2 separate regions of the Triticum aestivum genome follow, and region 2 is linked to region 1. Evidence: chromatin contacts called from public Hi-C data. All regions are on one chromosome and are shown on one strand. The core of a region is the stretch at or near the end of the contact, and the rest is flanking DNA. Distances in the headings are between cores, read along the strand shown.

Region 1 (4,683 bases), core at 1,247-3,746:
GCGCAACGCTGACTCCAGCAGCTGCGTTAAAATGCAGCGCGCGCGCCGCTCCAGTAGCACGCAAAAAATGCAGCGCGCACACAACTTTTTTTTATTTTTAGATAAATCGGAAGCATAGACAAATAAAAACTAGATAGATTGCATAAATAAAAAACGATACAAATGTATTTAGAGATAGATAGTTCGAAAGCATAAACTACGGCGCAACTAAATAGAAACTACTCGAAGTCGCTATTATCATCACCATCATCATACTCGTCGGTGTCGTCTGAGGTATTGAGCCATATGTCCAACCAACGATCATCGTTTTCTGTGAAGAACGACCTCCCACTTGCTGCAACGATATCCGACAGCGCATTCGCCAATGCCTTCCGCCGACGCCTCTCCAACCGCGAATTGTGGCGCCTTCGCGTGTCCTCCTCACGGCGCCTTGCCCAGTAGGATTGCTCGTAGGCGACGTCCTCCGTGTGGCGCCGGCGCCACTCCTCCATGACCCGCTCGTCCTCCTGGGCGACGAGGAGGCGGCGCTACTGCTCAGCGTGCTCCGCACGGTCTTCTTCCGTGTTAAGACGAGGCGGCGGGGCGACGTCCAGCGCCTGCTGGAGCGTGTAGACGTCCTGAAAGTTCATCTGCCCGCGCGGCCTGCCTAGGCGCCACGCCGCCGCGTCGTACGCGCGGGCGGCCTCGTGCGCCGTCCCGTAGGTGCCGAGGCCGAGCCGGAGATCGCCAGAGCGTATCTCGGAGTAGTACCCGCCGTTGGGGCGCAGGCGGACGCCGCGGTAGCCCGACGCTCCTCGGCGGCGCATCGGCATGGTGGCGCGTCGGTGGCGGGGCGCTGGAGCGGTGGAGGCGCGCGTAGCAGAGGAGGAGGAAGAGGCGTGTGGCAGAGGAAGCGGAATCGAAGTCGTGGAGAAGGCGCGTGACGAGCGCCGCATTTTATAGGCGCGCCGGAAGCGGTGCGCTAAAAATGGCGCGCGAGCTGCCGCCTTTTCCCGCGCGCGCGAGTTTTCCGCCACCGCTGGAGCACGGCAAAACGTTCCGCGCGCGCTAAAAGCTGGGTTTACCGCGCGCGCGCGTCTTTTGGCGCACCTGCTGGAGATGCTCTAAGAAGGGGACAACACGATATGATAAAAGATGGCGTGTGCTAAACCTTTTGATTGCACACAAGGCTATTATAGGGTTAACAATCTGAGGATAAAGAGTTCTTCTATAGACACCACAAAGGGGGGAAAAAGGCCAAATGGTTGTTATCACACCCTTTCTTGCAGTGAATATCTCCTCCTCTTGATGAACAATAAATTCGATAAAGACAGCAAACAAAATCGAAAAGAATCTAGCCTTTTTTTACATGACGCATGAACAAAATTCTTTATGTGCCTGCAAAATTTCATGACGGCATGACACTAGGAAAGCCCTGGACAAAAAAAAAAATGAAGCTTTGAGAATGGTTCAAATTTTTTGATTTTGAAGCACTGATTTTATTTTATCTGTCCCAACCTCCCCCGATGTCCCATGTTTATGAGACTTTGCGGGCACATGGAGAATTTGTTCGTCTTTGCAAAAAAGGTTATATTTTTTTTTGATTCGTACTGCTCATCCATGAGCAGATGAGCTCGTGATCAGCAATAGATTCCCAACCTAACTACGGCATGTTCTAAAGCCGTATTTGGTGAGAACTAATGTTCTTGGTCTTTTTTCTTTTCCTGTGAGAAGCTATTGTTCTTAGTCTTTGTAATTATGCACGGGCTATTGGTACGACCAAGTACTTTTAGGAAGCTAACTATTTATTCTGAATGCCACAAGGTTAGCTGCCGAATTCCATTAATCAGAAGGGGAGGTGCACGGGACCGAAGAAACCCAAATCTAGAAGCTTGATCGAAAGGCCAATCTCTGTGAAAAGGACATGTACAATGGCATGACATCGGTGGCTCTGTTATGGGAAGTGGAGTTCCAATGCTAAGCCTTGAACCGCGTGCATAATCTGACCAGTAGCATCTCACATGAACAAATATGTCGATGCCTCCTAGTCCGTGAAGCGATGAGACGAAAGCCGACGGGTGGGCGTGCAAAACGCACATGCCGGCCGAGATGATATTATGTCGGCCATCTCTCCTACTCCCTCCGTCCGGGTGTATAAGTCATTCGCGTAGTTCTAGGTCATCGATTTGAGGAATTAAATATGTGTTATATGTCATGAAAAGTATATCACTAGATTTCCACACGGATGTAGTTTCTAAATATATATTTTTTGTCACATATAATACATATTTAGATAGTTAAATTATCGACCTAGAACTACGCGAATGACTTATACACCGGGACGGAGGTAGTACATAACTTTGTTGTTATCAAAAGATGAAAATAAAATCAAAATAAACTAACAGATTATAACAATAAACAAACACCAGTAAAATTCCAAATGGACGCGCTAGGAGGCCAGAAAACGAAAGGTGAGGGGTGGGGGTGCAAAAACCACACGCCGGCCTCCCGGCCCAGAGACTATCACCATCTCCTGTTTTCCCATTGCGTCCATTTGGAAGCAAGGAAGGGAAGGCAAGGAAAGCCAGTGGAAAGCTCCGGGCAGCATTAAGTCATCACATGTTACAATTAGTGCCGCTTCTAGCTTAGTTAATCCCCTTGGTTTATACTTATATCTATCTCTCTCTCCTCCCTCGCCTCCTCATCTCCACCTCCACCTCTGCTGGCTCCGCGGCCCATCCGATCCCATCGCCGCGCCGCCAGCTCCAGATCCGCCGCCGCCCGCCGCCCGCCGCCGAGCTCGTAAACGAGGTAAAGCCTCCCTCTCCGTGCCCGCCCGCTCGCCTCCCCCCCTCTATCACCAGTTCCGTCCCATTCGAACCAAGCCCGCAGCCGAGCTCGCCGCCCCTTGCTGCTGCCCCGCGCATTGGGCTCGGCTGCCGGGCTGGCGCGGCTCGGCGTGTCTGTTTGAGCTCGAATTATACGCGTCAGCTCCGGGGAGCGAATTCCGGCGGCCCCGCGCGCGCGCGTTTCCGTTGGGCGCGCGCGGGCGCCGGGGGAGTCGGTTGGTTTGGATCGAGCTCGAAATGCGGCGGCGGCGCGGCCGTCGGGATCGGGCGGCGATTTGGTCAGAGTTTGACTTTTTCCTTCCCCAGCCGCCGCCGCCGTGGACTCGAGCCGCGCTGCCTACTTTTTTTTCTCGCGCGTGTGGAATTCGCCTGATTTGGACTGGTGGATCACCTACCCCGGCGCGTCCGGCCAGCTCGGGAACGTATAGGCGCCTTCCGAGAGCTGCTCGCGTAGGCTCTGCTGGATCGGCGGCGTGCTCGTCTTGCTTTCCTCGGGTCGTCTCACCGCTTGCCATATCTGAATCACGCGCGCGCGCGCGCGCATTGATTGGAATTTGGGCTGCAGTGCTAGTGCTAGAGCAGCCGTCAGGTGACCGGGGTGGTGTGTTGCTGGCCTGTAGGGCCCCGATTCTTCTTCTAGATCGCCGTTCAGCTTGCTTGATTTTTACCACTACTTATTAATCATGATCTCTTGCATCAGTGCCGTGCTTACCTCGTGTATTGTAAATGCAGGGGGAGGGGTGAGGAGCCAGTCACTCGCCTGGAATCTCATCAGGCCCTGGTGTGGTGTGGCAGTGACCTTCACGTCGAAATAACCGGACCTTTTAGATGATCTGGAGATGGTGAGGAGCTGAGAGCACCTAGAGATCGGCAGTGGGGGCTGTGGGGCAGCAAGGACATGACTGTCATGCCGCCTGCGCGCCATCGGCCCGCGGCCAAGAGGCCCATGTGGATAATCGTGCTCCTGTGCCTCGTCTGCGTCGTGCTGATCGGGGCGTACGTGTACCCGCCGCGGCACTACTCGCAGTGCTACCTCTCTGCTTCTAGCGTCTGCACGCCGTTCAAGGATTGGCTCCCATCCATCGGCCGCCGGGAGAAAACCGACGACGAGATCATCTCAGCCGCTGTTATCAGGGATATCCTTGGGATGCCCATGTCCGCGTCAAAGAATCCAAAGATTGCTTTTATGTTCTTGACACCTGGCTCATTGCCCTTCGAGAGATTGTGGGAGAAGTTTCTGCAGGTTTGCCTGATTTCACCTCTTGTCCTTGTGCAATTTGAAGGAGTATAGTTCATTTAAGGTTTTTTTGTGTTTCTGTTAACTGATGGTGCCTAGGTATCATCAAATGCTTTCTAGTTATTATACAAAGACAACTATTTGGGTTGCTGAGAAACAATTTAGTGGTTGACATTTTACCATTATTTTCAATAATAAATGTATACTATTGAGATATGTTAGCTTCATGCAAACATTCATTTTTGAACAGTGGAACATCAAGGTATACCTTATCTGCATAAGTGAATTAACTGATCCTCTTGACCAAGTCAATAATACTATCTTGCTAGCATGCACTTTTGACTATAATCTTGTACCTCCATGCTACTAACCATGAAGTAATGTTGTCTATTCTTTATATAATTCATGTGAACTTAAAACAAAATCACTTTGATACACAGGGTCATGAGGGAAGATACTCCATCTATGTGCACGCGTCGCGTCAGAAGCCTGTGCATACTAGTTCTCTCTTTATTGGCCGAGATATTCATAGTGATGCGGTAATAATTCTCATCTGTCCTTCAGTTCTTCGTAAGTTTGCATGGGTGTTTTACATAAAGGATGTGATTTCGCTGAGGA
Region 2 (5,016 bases), core at 766-3,265, 390 kb after region 1:
CACAGCCGCCGCCGAGGAGCCGGCTGCTTCCCACCCCCGCGCCCCCCACCACACAGCCGCCCCGACCAAGAAGCCGCCTCGCCGCCCCGGCCAAATCCTCACCGGCACGCTCGTCGGACGCCGACATGGCAGTTAGCTGGTCCGTGCGCGCCGCGACTCCCTTCGCCAGCCGTCTCCTTCGTCGACGCCCGCAAGCTGTTCAACAGTTTGCCGAGGTACAAAATGGACTCCGCCGACGAGTTCTTTTTTCACAATTTCCTTTGCGACTTCGACGATTCGTCGTCCGATGACGAGGAGGAGATATTGGCTGCCGTGTTGGTCCATCACCATCTCAACAGCCAGCGGCCGTTGTTCCCTGACTCCATTCCGGGCCACCTTCCGGCGTTGAATCGCAACCGAGAGAGCGGGCATTTCCCTCTTTGGAAGGACTACTTTGATACAACAAACCCGTTGTTCAAACATTAAAAATTCCCCGCCGTTTCCGTATGAGTAGGCATCTTTCAAACCGTATTAGAGAGGGGGTGGTCGGCTATGATGACTATTTCGAGTGCAAAGAGGATGCCGTTGGCAAGATTGGTTTCTCCTCTTATCAGAAATGCACTGTCGCCATCCGAATGCTTGCATATGGAGTGCCCGGTGATCTCATTGATGAGTACGTTCGTATGAGCGAGTCTACATGCCTAGAGTCCCTGTATAAGTTCTGCAAGGCTGTTATTGCTCTGTTTGGTCCTGAGTACTTGAGAGAGCCAACTGCTGAAAATACAACCCGTTTGTTGGCGATGAATGCCAGCAGGGGCTTCCCAGGGATGCTTGATAGCATAGACTGCATGCACTGGGAGTGGAAGAACTGCCCTTCTGCTTGCAACGACAGTATAAGGGCCATGTCAGGGCTTGCACTGTCATACTAGAGGCCGTGGCGTCTCAAGATCTTTGGATCTGGCACTCTTTCTTTGGCATGGTCGGATCACACAATGATATCAACGTGCTTCAACGCTCGCCGGTGTTTGCTATGCTTGCTGAAGGCAACATCCCACCGGTGAACTTTACTGTCAACGGCCACAATTAAAACAAAGGATACTACCTGGGTGACGATATCTATCCTCAGTGGAATTGTAAGACAATACCCAACCCTGCCGGAGAGAAGAGGAAAAGATTTGTCCAAGAGCAAGAGAGTGCTAGGAAGGATGTCGAGCGTGCCTTTGGTGTTTCGCAATCTCGACGGGGCATCATTCGGTATCCTGCTAATACCTGGAGCACGCAGAAACTGTGGAAGGTGATGACTGATTGTGGGATTATGCACAATATGATCGTAGAAGACGAGCGCCCAAAACGTCTGTATGATCAAGAGTTTCAGTTTCAGGGTGAGAATGTTGTGCCTTAGCATGGAGGAGCGGCAACGTCTGAACAATTCATCCAATTTCATCATGACATGCGTAATTGGGAAACTCACGTGCAACTGCAAAATGATTTGGTTGAGCATATGTGGGTTCATGTTGGTAACCAATAGATGTATCTTATTTTATTCGTTTGCAAAACTATGTGAGTCATTTTTATTTTTATTGGGCTTGTAAAACCATGCTATTTTACTCGGTTCAAACTATGTTATTTGACTATATGTTTAAATGCAAATTCATCAATGTAAAATAGGGCGGCCAGCCGGCCACGCCGACACATATGAATCGACGCGTTCGGCGCGCTACCGACCCATATCTAAACAGGGCGGATGCCGGTGGGCGGCCGACCCAAACGAATAAAAAGCAGACAAAATCGCCGTCCATTTGAATCGCTCCATTCGAGTTGCTTTAAGAAAATGATGACAACAACACGCTGCCGTTCGGGTCCACCCTCATAAAACCTCTGTGCTCTGGCCCACATTATCCATCACCCATATCCCCAGGCTCACATTCATCCACGTAGCACCACTCAAATTCCCCCACGTGGCACCTCTCCCCGCTCTTCCCTCCACCTTCCTCCCTCACCCATCTTCCACCCACCCCCCTCAACTCTCAAAAACCTCACCTCCCAGTCCACGAAATGCTCCACCACCACCTCCTCTCCTCCTCCGCCTCCTCCTTCCCTCCCGCCGCCGCGCAATCACTCCTCCTCCTCCCGAGACCGCCGGCCGCCATCCTCCGCGCCCTCATCTCCATGGCCGCCTCGACCTCGAGCTCGATCCCGTTCCGCCCCCCGCGCGCCGTGCTGGCGGCGGCGGTGCCGTCCCTCGGCGCCGAGGAGACCGCGGCCGCGGCCGACGAGGCCTTCCGGAGGCACACCTCGCCGGGCCTTCGGAGGGCAGTCGGCGCGGGGGGCGTGGCCGTCGTGTGGTTCAGGAGCGACCTCCGGGTGCTGGACAACGAGGCGCTGGCGCGCGCGTGGGCGGCCTCCGGCGTCGTCCTCCCCGTCTACTGCGTCGACCCCCGCGCCCTCGCCGGCGCCACCCACCGCTTCGGCTTCCCCAAGACCGGAGGCGAGGCACATCACAGCAAATTTCCACGCCATCGACGACACTGAACCTCGATTGATCCGACCGACTGACTGACTGACTGACTGATCGATTGCTGCAGCATTGAGGGCGCAGTTCCTGATAGAGTGCCTGGGAGACCTGAAGCGGAACCTGCAGAAGCGCGGGCTCGACCTGCTCGTCCGGCACGGCAAGCCTGAAGACATCCTCCCTGCGATCGCCAAGGCCGTCAGTGCACACACAGTAAGAGCCCCATCTGCACAGCACAATATCATATCCACCGAGCCGGTTAATTGCTTCAGCTTGATACTGAATTTCCCGGTCGATCTTCAGGTCTATGCCCACAAGGAGACCTGCAGCGAGGAGCTCCTCGTGGAGCGCCTCGTGCGCAGAGGCTTGGAGCAGGTGGTTCTCCCTCAAGGACAGGGAGGAGCTTCTGGCCGGAATAATAGGCCTCTCAGCCCCAAGCTTCAGCTCGTCTGGGGAGCGACGATGTACCACACCGACGATCTCCCGTTCCCGGTGAGCAACCTGCCGGACGTGTACACACAGTTCAGAAAGGTAGGTGCTCTCCATTCATCCTGATTCCTCTGTAAATTGTAATGGTAAGGTTGGTGGGTGTTGTTCATGAAATGTGATGCTTCTGCCGTGCAGGCGGTCGAGTCGAAGTCCTCGGTCCGGAGCTGTGGCAAGCTGCCGCCTTCGCTCGGGCCGGCCCCGGGCTCCGGCCTGGATGAGCTCGGCGGGTGGGGGTCGATACCGACTCTGGAGTCACTGGGCCTAAGTGTAACGAAGGCAGGTTCAGTTAACTGTATTCCACATACTGATCTTCAGTACCCCCACTGTGGTACCTTGTTTGGATATGGTTCTAGAATTTCACTTCCAGTTGGTACTGTTTGATTTGCCTCTCTATGTAGTCAGAGAAGGGAATGCGTTTCGTCGGAGGGGAGAGCGCGGCTCTCGGAAGGGTTCACGAGTACTTCTGGAAGAATGATCAGGTGAAAGTCTACAAAGAGACCAGGAACGGCATGCTTGGGCCGGACTACTCCACCAAGTTCTCCCCTTGGCTTGCCTCCGGCAGCCTTTCGCCGCGCTATGTTTGCGAAGAGGTGGATATTTAGCGTTGTCTGCGCACATTATCAGCTCTTTCTCTCTTGTGCTAAATGTCTGGTGATTATTCAGGTTAAGAGATATGAGAAGCAGCAAGTGGCAAATGATTCCACATACTGGTTAGTCAGTGTGCATATCTGGCCTAAATTTCATGTTGAAGTTTTTGTAAGGAATGCTCAGATTCATACTGTCTGGTCTGCCTTTACTGGCTGACATGGCAATGGTTTCAGGGTTTTGTTTGAGCTGATATGGAGGGACTACTTCAGATTCCTTTCAGCAAAATATGGGAACTCCATTTTCCACTTGGGTAAGGATACAATTGTCTCTCCCCTCATCGTGAGGAAATGTATCATTCTGATTTCTTGCTTCTCCAGTTTATTACGAAAATAATGCGCAGATGTTTTATCTGGAAAAAAGGTCACGGCCAGCAAGAGAGCATAATCCTTTTGTGAATGTTGTAGGGGGGCCGAGAAAAGTGGCGTCCAAGTGGAGCCAAGATGAGGCGTTGTTCGAATCTTGGAAAGATGGTCGGACCGGGTACGGCATCGGCATACTCCAAGTTGTTCCGTCTTTTTGCTCCTCGCCATACCTTCTGAGTTCTGAATTTGGTTATGGTGAAATTCAGGTACCCTCTTATTGATGCCAACATGAAGGAGCTCTTAGCTACTGGTTTCATGTCCAACCGTGGCCGTCAGGTAACTTTCGACATACCGCTGATCATCAGCATGACTGCACATTTGGGTTAAATGCAGGCCATCTTTTCGCATATGCCAATCGTTCAATGATCTTCTATGCAGATTGTCTGCTCTTTTTTGGTCCGGGACATGGGTATCGACTGGCGAATGGGAGCTGAATGGTTTGAAACATGCCTTCTGGATTATGACCCGGCTTCTAATTATGGCAATTGGACATATGGAGCAGGTCAGTGTTTCCTTGTGCCCCATTACCATCTTTGATACTTCAAACTAGATAGCATAGCATGGTTCAAGCACATAATGCAAAATTAGGAGCTCATGTACACATAAATTGCTGAGATACTTGAACTGACTGAACTGCAGCTGGACCCTTGACAGGAGTTGGCAATGATCCACGAGAAGACCGATACTTTAGCATACCCAAGCAAGTAAGCATCAAGACTAAATACCACCAACATCTGAATACTTGTTTTTAACAGACTGAACTCCAGTCAATCATACTACCCAAAACCACCATAGCTAGCGTATTGGCAAATGAGCATGGTGACCTAAGAACAACCATGAAAGTGTAGGTTTTGAGCATCAATGTATTGCCTCCTAACCCTAAGATCTTAATATCAGAGCACGGTGGTTTTTTACTACTCATACCTTAGTCTGATCACGAGTGAACATTCCTCTGTAGGCCAAGACGTACGATCCTGACGGCAAATATGTCGCGTACTGGCTACCGGAGCTCCGGTCGCTAGCAAA

The links. Hi-C and Micro-C count contacts between places; a contact is called where the count stands out from the background.
Region 2: a Hi-C map of leaf shows a contact between it and region 1, with 4 times the contacts expected there. The contact joins the promoter of LOC123157423 here to the promoter of LOC123157465 in region 1. A contact is called at or near these places in 2 of 5 Hi-C or Micro-C datasets (both in leaf).

Annotation. Positions count from the first base shown.
Region 1 is chr7B:665,851,455-665,856,137 of IWGSC CS RefSeq v2.1, forward strand. It overlaps LOC123157465 (glycosyltransferase BC10), which reads left to right and starts at 2,497. Exons shown (of 11, transcript XM_044575752.1): 1 at 2,497-2,790; 2 at 3,561-4,071; 3 at 4,506-4,604. The coding sequence starts at 3,727.
Region 2 is chr7B:666,243,513-666,248,528 of IWGSC CS RefSeq v2.1, forward strand. LOC123157423 (cryptochrome DASH, chloroplastic/mitochondrial) reads left to right here and starts at 2,016. Exons shown (of 12, transcript XM_044575701.1): 1 at 2,016-2,467; 2 at 2,565-2,704; 3 at 2,795-3,022; 4 at 3,116-3,260; 5 at 3,383-3,570; 6 at 3,644-3,690; 7 at 3,802-3,878; 8 at 4,033-4,108; 9 at 4,197-4,266; 10 at 4,369-4,492; 11 at 4,645-4,694; 12 at 4,949-5,016. The coding sequence starts at 2,035.